2 separate regions of the Sus scrofa genome follow, and region 2 is linked to region 1. The links are chromatin contacts, called in public Hi-C maps. All regions are on one chromosome and are shown on one strand. Each heading gives the region's core, a stretch centred on a gene start, on an enhancer-like site or on the middle of the called end of the contact. The rest is flanking DNA. Distances are from core to core; before and after follow the strand shown.

Region 1 (5,315 bases), core at 1,091-3,590:
TAAAAGCACCAGCGTGGAAGCATTTTATTCTGGTGGTGTTTGGTTATTGTAGCAAAAATCTGAAAACAGCATCAATGTGCTTCAATTGGGAGACATTCTGGTGTGTCCATCTGTGCACCAAGAGGGGGAAGGATAATGTGTTGGCAAGTGAGAAAGTTACAGAGGAACTAGTCTGTAATAGTATCCTAATTGTGCATCTTTAACTTGTTTCATTTTGAGCAGGCATGAGGTCTGTTAATGTTTTCCCTGTGTAGTAAAGAAAAATGTGTAGAGAAAAAATGGTGAAGGTGGGGAAAGGGAATAGAAAGATGATTTTCTGGAACGTGGTATATAAAGCATTGGCTAAGGTTGAATATGGGTTCTGGAGGTCAGCTTTCCCCCCACAACCCTCCCAGTAACTTTTTTTACCCCCTGTTGATGGCTTTATGCTGCATTACCTTTATAACAATGAAATTAAGAGTTGCCTTTACTCTCACCACCAAGAAAGTCCTGCAGTATTTTGGTGTAAATCATCCTAGACAAAAAGGTTCTGGCATGCTATGCACACTGTTCTATCTTTCTTATATTAGGGGAGAGATGAGCCCTATTTTAAGGACAGCATGGTGTTCTTTTTAATGTCTGATGTATTTAACCACTTCTTCCCTGGAGAACATTTAGGTGCTTTCCAGTTTTTCACTGCAGCCAGTGAAAAACATGCATGCTTCCAATTTTAAATTTAGGCTAGATTTCCAGAAGGAATTACTGAGGTTTTTTTTTTGTTGTTCTTTTTTTTGCTTTTTTAAGGGCCGCACTCATGGCATATGGAAGTTCCCAGGCTAGGGGTTGAATCAGAGCTACAGCTGCTGGCCTATGCCACAGCCACAGCAACACCAGATCCAAGGCACATCTTCCACATACGCCACAGCTGACAGCAACCCACTGAGTAAGGCCAGGGATGGAACCCACATCCTCATGGATCCTAGTCGGGTTGGTTAACCACTGAGCCAGGTTGGGAACTCCAAAAACTTTTACTTTTGATACATTCTATCAAACTGATTTGCAGAAAATAAACAGTTGAACCTCTCGCCTGCAGAGTATTAAGTGTCTCTTTTTAACCTTCCCATTTGGGGGTATAATTCTTAATCCTGGGAATCCCATGGAATAAAAAGATGTATGTATATTAGTTAAATACACTGACTGACGTTCATATTCCTGCTTTTATACCTCGTTTATCCTAGAGAGTTCCTTTCATATTAAGGCAGGTGGCCCCTTGTTAGGGGTTGCACATTTACTTGGTCTTCAATAGGTTTCTTAATTTGTTCACTGCTTATAATTTTTATGTAAGCAAATCAGATTTCTGCCATACAGCTGTAAAGACATGTCTTTAATCAGTTACAGTTACATACAGTAAGTAAGTATGGTATGGAAAGATGGAGGAGCATTTGGGCAAGGATCAAATCAGGTCATGGTTCCATGCTTGTAGAGGGGAAATCAAGCTTGTACCCAAGGGTACATTTACAGACCTACGAAATCTGGTTGGAATCATTGGCGGTGCTGAGCCCCGAGGTGTAGGTGGAGAGGGGTGCCCTTACCGATCTGGCTTGGTGGGAATGGGGCGAGTTTTGGATGCCTGGAGCAGCCTCTCCAGCCCTGCCTGCCTTGCCCGCAGCTCATGATGGAGCAGTCTAAGAAGTCCTCGCTCATGGTGGCTCGCAGCATCCTTAACAACAAGCTCATCAGCAAGAAGCTGGAACGCTATCTGAAGGTGAGGTGCTTGCCTTTGTCACGCGGCCCGGTCCCCAGCCCCGGTGCCTGATTCGGGCCCTGGGGTGCTCCCATTTCTAAAGTATCGCCGTCCCCCGCAGGGAGAGAACCCTTTCACCGACAGCCCGGAGGAGGAGAAGGAACAGGAGGAGGCCGAGGGCGGTGCCCTGGATGAGGGGGCGCTAGTCGAAGCAGCGGGAGTCGCAGAGGACGCGCCGGCTCAGCCCCCGGTGCCCCCGGAACCGGTCTCTGGGGCTGCGACCCCGCCCCCACCTCCGCCCCCTGAGGAGGAGGAGGAAGCCTTGCCCCTGCTGGGCGGGGCGCTGCAGCGCCAAATCCGAGGCATCCCAGGCCTCGATGTAGAGGCTGACGACGAGGAGGAGGGCGGAGGGGGCGCTCCATGACCCGGGCGGGCGGGGCCCGCGTGGCAGAGGCTAGAAGCGGAGTCTAATAAAGTTCTTCCCTTCCCACCTCTTCTTATTTTGTCTGTGGTGCGGTCCTAGTGGGCGAGCGACTGGATCTCTGCTTAGAGGTGTGTATCTGTGGGTGGGCCTCGGAAGGATGGGTTGCAGCTGCGCACTAGCGGCGAGGAGAAGCAGGGATACGCTTGCGCGCTGCGAGGCACAGCGGCCCGGACCAAAACTCCCAGGATGCTATGAGCACCGATCCGGAACAACCGGAAGGCCACCTGGAGTGGTGAGGGCGGGTCCGTCGTAAATTCCCGCCAGTAGTTGCGCGCGGAAGGGGTGACGTATCAACTGGCTTACCAGTAGAAGACAGCGGGAGTTGGGTTCAGCGCATGCGTCCTGTGGTAGTCTGGAAAGAGGAGCTGCTGGCGGGCCGAGCTGAAGACATGGAACAGGGCTACGGAGGTTAGTGTGGGCAACTTAGTGCGGGGTGGGACGGGCAGGTGGTGCCCAGGCGACACCGTCGCCGCGCAGAGGGCCACGGGCTGGGGCCTACTCCAGAGCCCAGTTACTACAGTCCGGCCCTGCAGAGGGGCGGCCGGGACGCGCGCACGCAGTTCATTGGACCTCGGCGCAGTCGCTCCCGGGCCGCTGCATGCGGATTGGCCGATGGAACCTGGGGACGTCGGCGGAGTTCGGCTGGCCGACGCTACGGCGGGCTTCGGGGGGCGCCTTGAGCCTTTAGGACCGTTTCTGCTTCTCAGCCCCACCGGGGCTGTAGGCCCCGCGGATCCCTGCCGCCCGCAGGGCCGCAGCCTCTTTCGGAAGACGCCACAAAATGGCGGCGCCAGAGGGCGGAGCTATGGCGCGAGCTTGTGGGGCGTGGGGTCTGCAGCCGCGGCGGGAGGAGGGACTGCTGTCTCTTTCCCGGCCTTCGGGCCTTCCTGGGTACTTGCGGGGCTTCGTTGGGTCTTCTGCGCCGCCCACGTGGCCTGGAGCACCGGTCCGGAAGCGGTATGAGCGGCACAGGTTCGGACCGCCAGCGGTGCAGTGCTGAGGCCTTGAGTAGTGCGGCGCCTGCGTTCTCCCTGGGTTGTGTAGCTCTGAGGCAAGACACTGAGAGTCAAATGCTGGGTGTTTTCTTTGTCAAAACTTGGAAACCCGTTAGTGGTTCTCCTCCGGGCATCGCCTTGTGGTGGCCTGGAGATGCCAGAGGGGTTTTGTAAAAGAGAATGTGCCCTTTCTCCACTTGAGTTTCAGAGCCTGCGGCAGGACCTTCTTGGGTGACCTCTCAATCTAGAATCAGCCTCCTGGGAGGCTTTTGTTCTATGCTGGAAGCCGCGTTTACCCGCCGGGAGCAGTAGAAATATGCAGGAATGGGCTTGACCAAGCTCCGATACCCCATCCAGGTGTTTGAGGTTTGAGAAGCAAGCGATCTGATTTTGGCTGCAACAGGGAAGGCGCTAGTCTTGAATGGTGGCAGTATTAGCAGGAGACCAGCAGCAGGAATTGCAGAAGCAGAAAAGTTCCCAGGTGCATGGTAGTGCTCTGTTGACTCAATCTGGTTCTCTAGTCTTTTTTGCAGTCTTACTGCATCTCGCCATTTTTTCCCTGCCTTCCCACCAGATCTTTTAGTTAGTAGTAATCCCGCCTCAGGCGAGGCTTGACAGTTGCTCTTTGGACCTCCATCTGGGTCCAAGTCCTTGTTCTTCTCAGTGTTGTTGGGCAAGTGCCTTATCGTCTGGAGCCTCTGTAGAAGCGGGTTTATAGTGTCTATCTCAAAGGTTGTTGTGAGGTTGATGTTAATAGCATATATGTCCCTTAGACCAGTGCCCCACAGTTGGTTACTTGCTGTTAAAATCACTACTCTGCTTTTCTGCTGCACATGAAAAACTGTGACATGGGGAGGTTAGCTTGCGGAAGGCAAGCTTCCACAGGGTGACTTTGGATCAAGTCCCCTAACCTCTGAACTGTAGCTCCCTCATCTCTGAACAGCAAGCATTCGGGGCACCAGCTAACGTGTGCTGAATGCCTGACCTGTGTTAGCATACAGAAGGCAGTCAGCTAGTGATTTAATTAGTCCTAGTAGGAGAGAAAGGATGTCTTAGAGAAGATGCTTTGTAAAGGTGAAGTCATTTAAGTCAGTATGGATGATTGCCTGTGCTCATCTGTGTACTGGGTTTCAGGGACACAGATGAAAAGGAGCCAGACAGATGGTATCATGAGGGTGTCTGGAGGAGCAGAGGGAGCCCCCATGGAGAGGAATGTAGTCTGATGCCTTAGGCCAGGCTGTTGAAGCTCTGGGACTTTCAAGCCCAGGGGAGCATTGGAGGGTTCATAGTCACATAGAAATGAGGCATAGGGAGTCACAGCTGTTCTCTCCAAATTTTCAGAGTTTTTTTTCCCGGTTTTGGGGTACTTAATGGATGCTTGTGGGAGGGCAAGGTTGGGGACTGTGACCTAATGATGGACTAGCTATTCCACAGTGTCTTCCTCAGTTGTAGGCCGAGGCTTAGGCCAAGGTCCTAGGCAAGGTCCAAGGCAATGGACAGAACTGGCCTGGAAGCTCATTCCCCCCCCCCACCTCCTTTTTTTGCCTTGACCTCAGGCAGGTGGAGTATGATAATGCAAAAGCCAGCTGTGGGATGACTTTTAGGGGGGTGTTGTTACGGTTGTGCTGTCTTCTTGCAAGGCTGGCCCTGAACTATTTCAGGGAGATCCCTTTATGCTCCTCAGAGCGCTTCAGAAGTACCTGTTCTCTGGTGTGATAAATGTGACTGCTAACCCACAAGTCTTCTATTCACAGGCTATGGGGCATGGAGTGCTGGGCCCACCAACACCCAGGGTAAGTGGCACCTGCTTTTGGGTGAGGCAACGCAATTGTCTACCCACCCCACCCCCAGCACCAGTATGACAAAATTGGGACAAGGAAATCTTTCTCTTGTTTTTCCTCTCTTTTTTTTTTTTTTTTTTTTGCCACACCTAGGCCATGTGGAAGTTTCAGAGCCAGGGGTTGACGCCATGCCACAGCATCAACCAAGCCACTGCGCCACAATGGGAACTCCATAGAATTCTTAAATTTACCCTACCTTCACTTTTGGCACTTTCATTTATTATTATCATTTTGCATTAGTGGGATATGTTTGTTATAATTTATAAACCAAT
Region 2 (5,215 bases), core at 876-3,375, 210 kb after region 1:
CAATCTCAAAAAGGAAGGACATTCTTTTTTTAAAATTTATTTTATGGCTGCCCCCACAGCATATGGAAGTTCCCAGGCCAGGAATTGAATCTGAGCTGCAGCTTCGACCTATACTGCAGCAGTGGCAGCATTGGATCTTTTAATCCACTGCGGGGCTGGGATTTGAACCCACACATCTGCAGTGACCTGAGCTTCTACAGTTGGATTCTTAACTCACTGCACCATGGCAGGAACTCTAGGATATTCTGACATCTGCTAAAATATAGAAGAATCTCGAGGACATTACATTATGCTAAATGAAATGTCTGACACACAAAAAGACAAATATTGTATGATTCTGCTTATATGAATTAACTAGAGTGGTCAGATTCATAGAGACAGAAAGTAGAATGGTGGTTGCCAGGGACTGGGTGGAAGGAGGCATGGTGAGTTGCTGTTTAATGGCTGTGAAGTTTCAGTTTCACAAGATGAAAAAGATCAATCTGGAGAGGTATGGTGGTGATGGTTGCACAACAATGTGAATGTACATAATGCTATTGGTAAATTTCACTGTATGTGTATTTTGCTACAATTAAAATTTAAAAAGTTAATGTTATGAGAGGCACTCAGTATTAGCAAGAGGAGTTATTTGTCTTGTAAATATCTTGGTGCTGAAAAGATGTGAAGACATCTTCTTAGACAGGTTGAACCAGAAGGACTGGTGCCTCTCAGGGTCATACACCAACCATATGCTCCTTCTCACGTGTAGCATCTTCTCCAAGAACACAGCCTAGTGAGTCACCATCCAGCATCCACAGCATCCAGTTCAAACTGTCTTCCAAGCCGGAATGGGGTTTTTTATGGCTGGTGACCCACAGACTTGGGGAGAAACGTCCAATCCACATGAAAAATAATTTTTTTTTTGGTCTTTTGTCCTTTTAGGGCTGCATCAGCCGCATATGGAGGTTCCCAGGCTAGGGGTCTAAACGGAGCTATAGCTGACAGCCTACGCCAGAGCCACATCAACGCCAGATCTGAGCTGCTTCTGTGATCTATGCCACAGCTCACTGCAACGCTGGATCCTTAACCTATTGCGCGAGGCCAGGGATCGAACCCACAACCTCAGGGTTCCTAGTCGGATTCGTTTCCGCTGCTCCACGACAGGAACTCCCAAAATAAATGTTAAAGTCATAACAGACAATAAACTTCAAAGGATGCATGGGAAACACACACGGAAGTTCGCGGATTTAGCAATTTAAATATGTTGTGAATATTCCTGCCCTCTCTGGCGGTAAGGTCTTGATCTATGGTCTTCCGTGGTCCTTGGCCATGACCTCACTGGCTCCTCACTGGCTTCTGTTCTCCATCACCACTTCTGAAGCTTTCTCGTTTCATTTACACTTGGTATGATTGTCCATAGGGGCTTTGTAATAGCCCCAAACTGGAGAAACAGAAATGTTTCTCAATAGGAGAGGGTGAGGAGTTCCCATCGTGGTTCAGTGGTTAACGGATCCGACTAGGAACCATGAGATTGAAGGTTCGATCCCTGGCCTCGCTCAGTGGGTTAAGGATCCAGTGTTGCCGTGAACTGTGGTGTAGGTTGCAGACGCGGCTCGGATCTGGAGTTGCTGTGGCTCTCGCGTAGGCCGGTGGCTACAGCTCCGATTCAACCCCTAGCCTGGGAACCTCCATATGCCGCGGGAGCGGCCCAAGAAATGGCAAAAAGACAAAAAAAGACAAAAAAAAAAAAAAAAGGAGAGGGTGGGGACCTGGCCTCTTCCATGGCAGTATTGCGGTAGGATGGGAGGTGGAGTCTGGTATTAGATCGAGAGGGCGAGGTTTGTTGGGGGTGAGGTCCCGAAAGATGTGGACTCTGGCAAAGGGACCGTGACTGTTCAGACCGTGACTGTTCAGGCTCCGCCTACGAGAAGAGGTGTTCAGCGCCGCGGTTGCGGAAAGCCGCCTGGGTTCAGAGCGCAGGGAATCTGCGGAGGCCCGCAACAATCCGCCAAATGAAGGGCTGGCTCTTGGAAGCAGCAAAGGGGCGCGGCCTTTTGTAAAAGGCCTGCAGTGAGAGTCAATGAGAAGCGAGAGAGGGCGGAACCTGTGCAGAGGCAGCCAGTAAGAGGGAGGGCTCTTATGGGAGGTGCCTGTGTACCGGAACATGGCTACCGGTCAGTTCCGCCCACGCGCTTCGAGTTGGACTACCGGGCGCCCTGATCCAAGTGGGCGAAAGGGGCAAGGTCATAGGTTCCGGGTCCAGCCTCTTCAGGCTGCGCGCCCCGTCACGTGACACGAAGGGCGCCTAATTACACCGGAGTCGGCGGATTTTCGTGTAGGTGAAGGTTAAAGTGCCCCGTGGGTCGGAGAAGCATCCCGGTGCGTCCAGACCTCGCTGCCTGGGGTTGGGGGTTAGGCTCGGGCCTGGGCGCTTGCTAGCGGAGAGGGGCCTGGCTTGAAGACAGTGTCGCGCACGCTAACTTGGGGGGCGTAGATGTAGGATGGGCTCATCTCCAGGGCTGAGAGTCTTGGTCCTTGATGGCAAAGAGAGGCGGAACTTCCCGCTGATCCATTGAGGAGCAAGTAAATGGGAAAATAACTCTTTTGAGGCATTGTCGCCGCTTTGACCTGTGATGGCACAGTTTAGGTGGTCATGGTGAGGTATGCGGGGAGGCGGGGGGTGGCGGGGGCGGTGCTGGTGTTGCAAGAGGCTTGGCCTGATCCCCGAGGGGCTTGGCCTGGTCCGGAGCCTAGCGGTGTAAGGGGCGTGGTCGCTCAGAAACTCGCGACAAGGAGCGTGGTTCGGAATCTGAGCTGGGAGTGGGGGAATGCCTTCTGAGGTCGCGGTTGTCGCGCCAATGTCCTAGCGCTCTCCTTTCTTTCTTAGGTGCTACCATATGGAGACCCCCGCGGCCGCCGCCCCTGCTGGGGGCTTCTTCCCCTCTTTCCTGTTCCTGGCCTTCGGGACGCTAGTGGCCGCCTTGCTGGGCGCTGCTTATCGCCTGGGGCTCTTCTATCAGCTAACGCATAAGGTTTGGGGGAATACGGGGGTGGCGGCCGGGGGCAAGTAAAGAAGGAGTGGACTTCCAGCGCTCTTTCCAGCTAACTCATTTTACAGACGAGGAAAGTGAGGCCCGACTAATCAGAGGAACTGGTCGGGAGAGTTTTTCCAGGGTTCCGTCGCCACTGCCCCGAGCTGCTTGCGGAGCTCTGGACTTTGCCTCAGGGAAGAGATCACCTGGAAGCCACAGCTGCCCGGGGCATTCAGTACCCCGCCAACCTCCTACATCTGGGGCCTGGGGCCCGTTTTACAGAGCAGTACCCTAACAGGGTGGGGTCAGAGTGCTGAACACAGGCTCCAGAGGAGGAGGCTGTGACAATTTTGTGACAGTTGCTGAGCTCAATGCTTTAGAGGGGTTTTCCCATGTACCCAACACGTTCCTGAATAGATGCTCTGGTTTCTGTCTTCATTTTCCATAGGAGGAAACCAGGGCTCATAGAGGTTGTATGATAATTGCCTTAGGTGAAGAGCTGACCCCACAGACCTTGCTCTGAACTACTTGGCTCCTCTTTCAGAAATTTACCCCTTCCCCAGACCCTCCGCCTAGTCTTTCCTCTCCTAACCAGAATCAACACCACTAGCCTTGAGGATTTGTGGTGATTTAAAGCAAAGCAAAGACCCCTGGTGTTTGGGGCTGTGCAGAAGTTGGCGTTGGGAGGCCCCAGCACTGTTTGTGCCACCACTTGGTAGCTGGCAGCCTGACACCTGGGCCTGGCCCAGTGAGTTGGAGAGAGTCTGATAGGCTGGTGTCAGTCAGCAGTCATGTAATGAGGCCCTTTTCCTGGAGGGCAGGTGTTCTGGAGTCCCAGCAGATGACCCCTGAAAACTTCCCTTGGTTCTTAGGATCCACCTTCTCTTACGTCTCTCCCTACTTGCTCCACTATTCCCAAGGAATGTGGGCAGTGTTACAGAGTGGAGTGCTTTAAGAGCATTGGTCCAATGAGACTTCTCTTTTTATGGCCACACATGAAGCATATGCAAGTTCCCTGGGCTAGGGGTTGAATTGGAGCTGCAGCTGCTGGCCTATGCCACAATCTCAGCAATGCTAGATCCTTACCACTGAGCAAGGCCAGGAATCAAACCCATATCCTCATGGTTACTACATCGGGTTCTTAATCTGCTGAGCCACAGTGGGAGCTCTGGTTCTATGGGACTTTGAATTTTGCTCAAGAGTCTTGGTCTCTGTAGTTGTAAAAGGATATAACGTCAAGAGGATCTGATAAGATAATATGTCCTATGCTGAGCCTGGGGTATAGCATACTATGTGCCTAATCAACACCAAGCTTCCCCTCCTTCCTTCCTGGGGGAGGGGGATCATTCCTCTTACCCCCTGCCCTGGTGTCCTTGCCCTGGTTCTTGACAATCTTCTCTCCGTCTTTGGGCCCAGGTGGACAAGGCAAGCATCCGGAATGGTGGGGAGAATGTGGCAGCTGTACTGAAGGCCCATGGTGTGAAGTTTCTTTTCACACTGGTTGGTGGGCACATTTCCCCACTGCTGGTGGCCTGTGAGAAGCTGGGCATTCGTGTGGTGGACACCCGCCAAGAAGTCACGGCCGTCTTTGCTGCCGATGCTGTGGCCCGCCTGACTGGTGAGGGCAGAGTGGAGAGGGCTAGGGTTGATGAGACTGGGATGCCTTTGAGGGGCAGGGTTTTTTTGGGGGGAGCGACCAGGAGTGTGGGCATAGCTGTGACAGGGTTTGTGTTCCAGGGTCTGTGGGTGTGGCGGCAGTGACGGCAGGCCCTGGCCTTACCAACACAGTGACTGCGGTGAAGAACGCCCAGATAGCCCAGTCCCCGATCCTGCTTCTGGGTGGGGCTGCCAGTACCCTGCTGCAGGTGCTCTGTCCCTGGGGGGTGGCAGCAGCTTCAGGGAGTCTGGAAGTTCTCATGTGTTGACTCCCTGGAATCCAATCTCTACCAGAACCGGGGTGCACTCCAGGCTGTCGATCAGATGTCCCTGTTCCAGCCACTCTGCAAGTTTTGTGCTTCTGTGCGAAGGGTGAGAGATATCATCCCCACCCTGAGGGCTGCGATGGCTGCTGCTCAGTCGGGCACCCCTGGTAGGTGGTGAAGTGGGGGTTGGGCAGTAGTCAGGCCATAGGGCCTGGAGGCTGGGAGGCACAGCAGACTCAGCATTCTCCTTGTCCATGTAGGCCCAGTGTTTGTGGAACTGCC

Evidence for each region. Hi-C and Micro-C count contacts between places; a contact is called where the count stands out from the background.
Region 2: a contact with region 1 is called in a Hi-C map of fetal liver, with 1.8 times the contacts expected there. The contact joins the promoter of ILVBL here to the promoter of AKAP8 in region 1. A contact is called at or near these places in 1 of 5 promoter capture datasets (fetal liver), 3 of 47 Hi-C or Micro-C datasets (fetal liver, liver and mesenteric adipose tissue) and 1 of 2 datasets of contacts at active chromatin or transcription factors (alveolar macrophages).

Annotation. Positions count from the first base shown.
Region 1 is chr2:62,219,720-62,225,034 of Sscrofa11.1, forward strand. It overlaps AKAP8 (A-kinase anchor protein 8), which reads left to right and starts at 2,341. Exons shown (of 14, transcript XM_003123431.4): 1 at 2,341-2,615; 2 at 4,957-4,995. The coding sequence starts at 2,543. AKAP8L (A-kinase anchor protein 8-like) reads left to right here. Exons shown (of 24, transcript XM_005652898.3): 13 at 1,649-1,744; 14 at 1,845-2,615; 15 at 4,957-5,315. The coding sequence ends at 2,147. All of the region lies in intron 1 of LOC110259330 (a long non-coding RNA gene), which reads right to left.
Region 2 is chr2:62,433,243-62,438,457 of Sscrofa11.1, forward strand. ILVBL (acetolactate synthase-like protein) reads left to right here and starts at 2,126. Exons shown (of 16, transcript XM_003123453.5): 1 at 2,126-2,314; 2 at 2,867-3,011; 3 at 4,428-4,629; 4 at 4,749-4,876; 5 at 4,962-5,100; 6 at 5,194-5,215. The coding sequence starts at 2,877.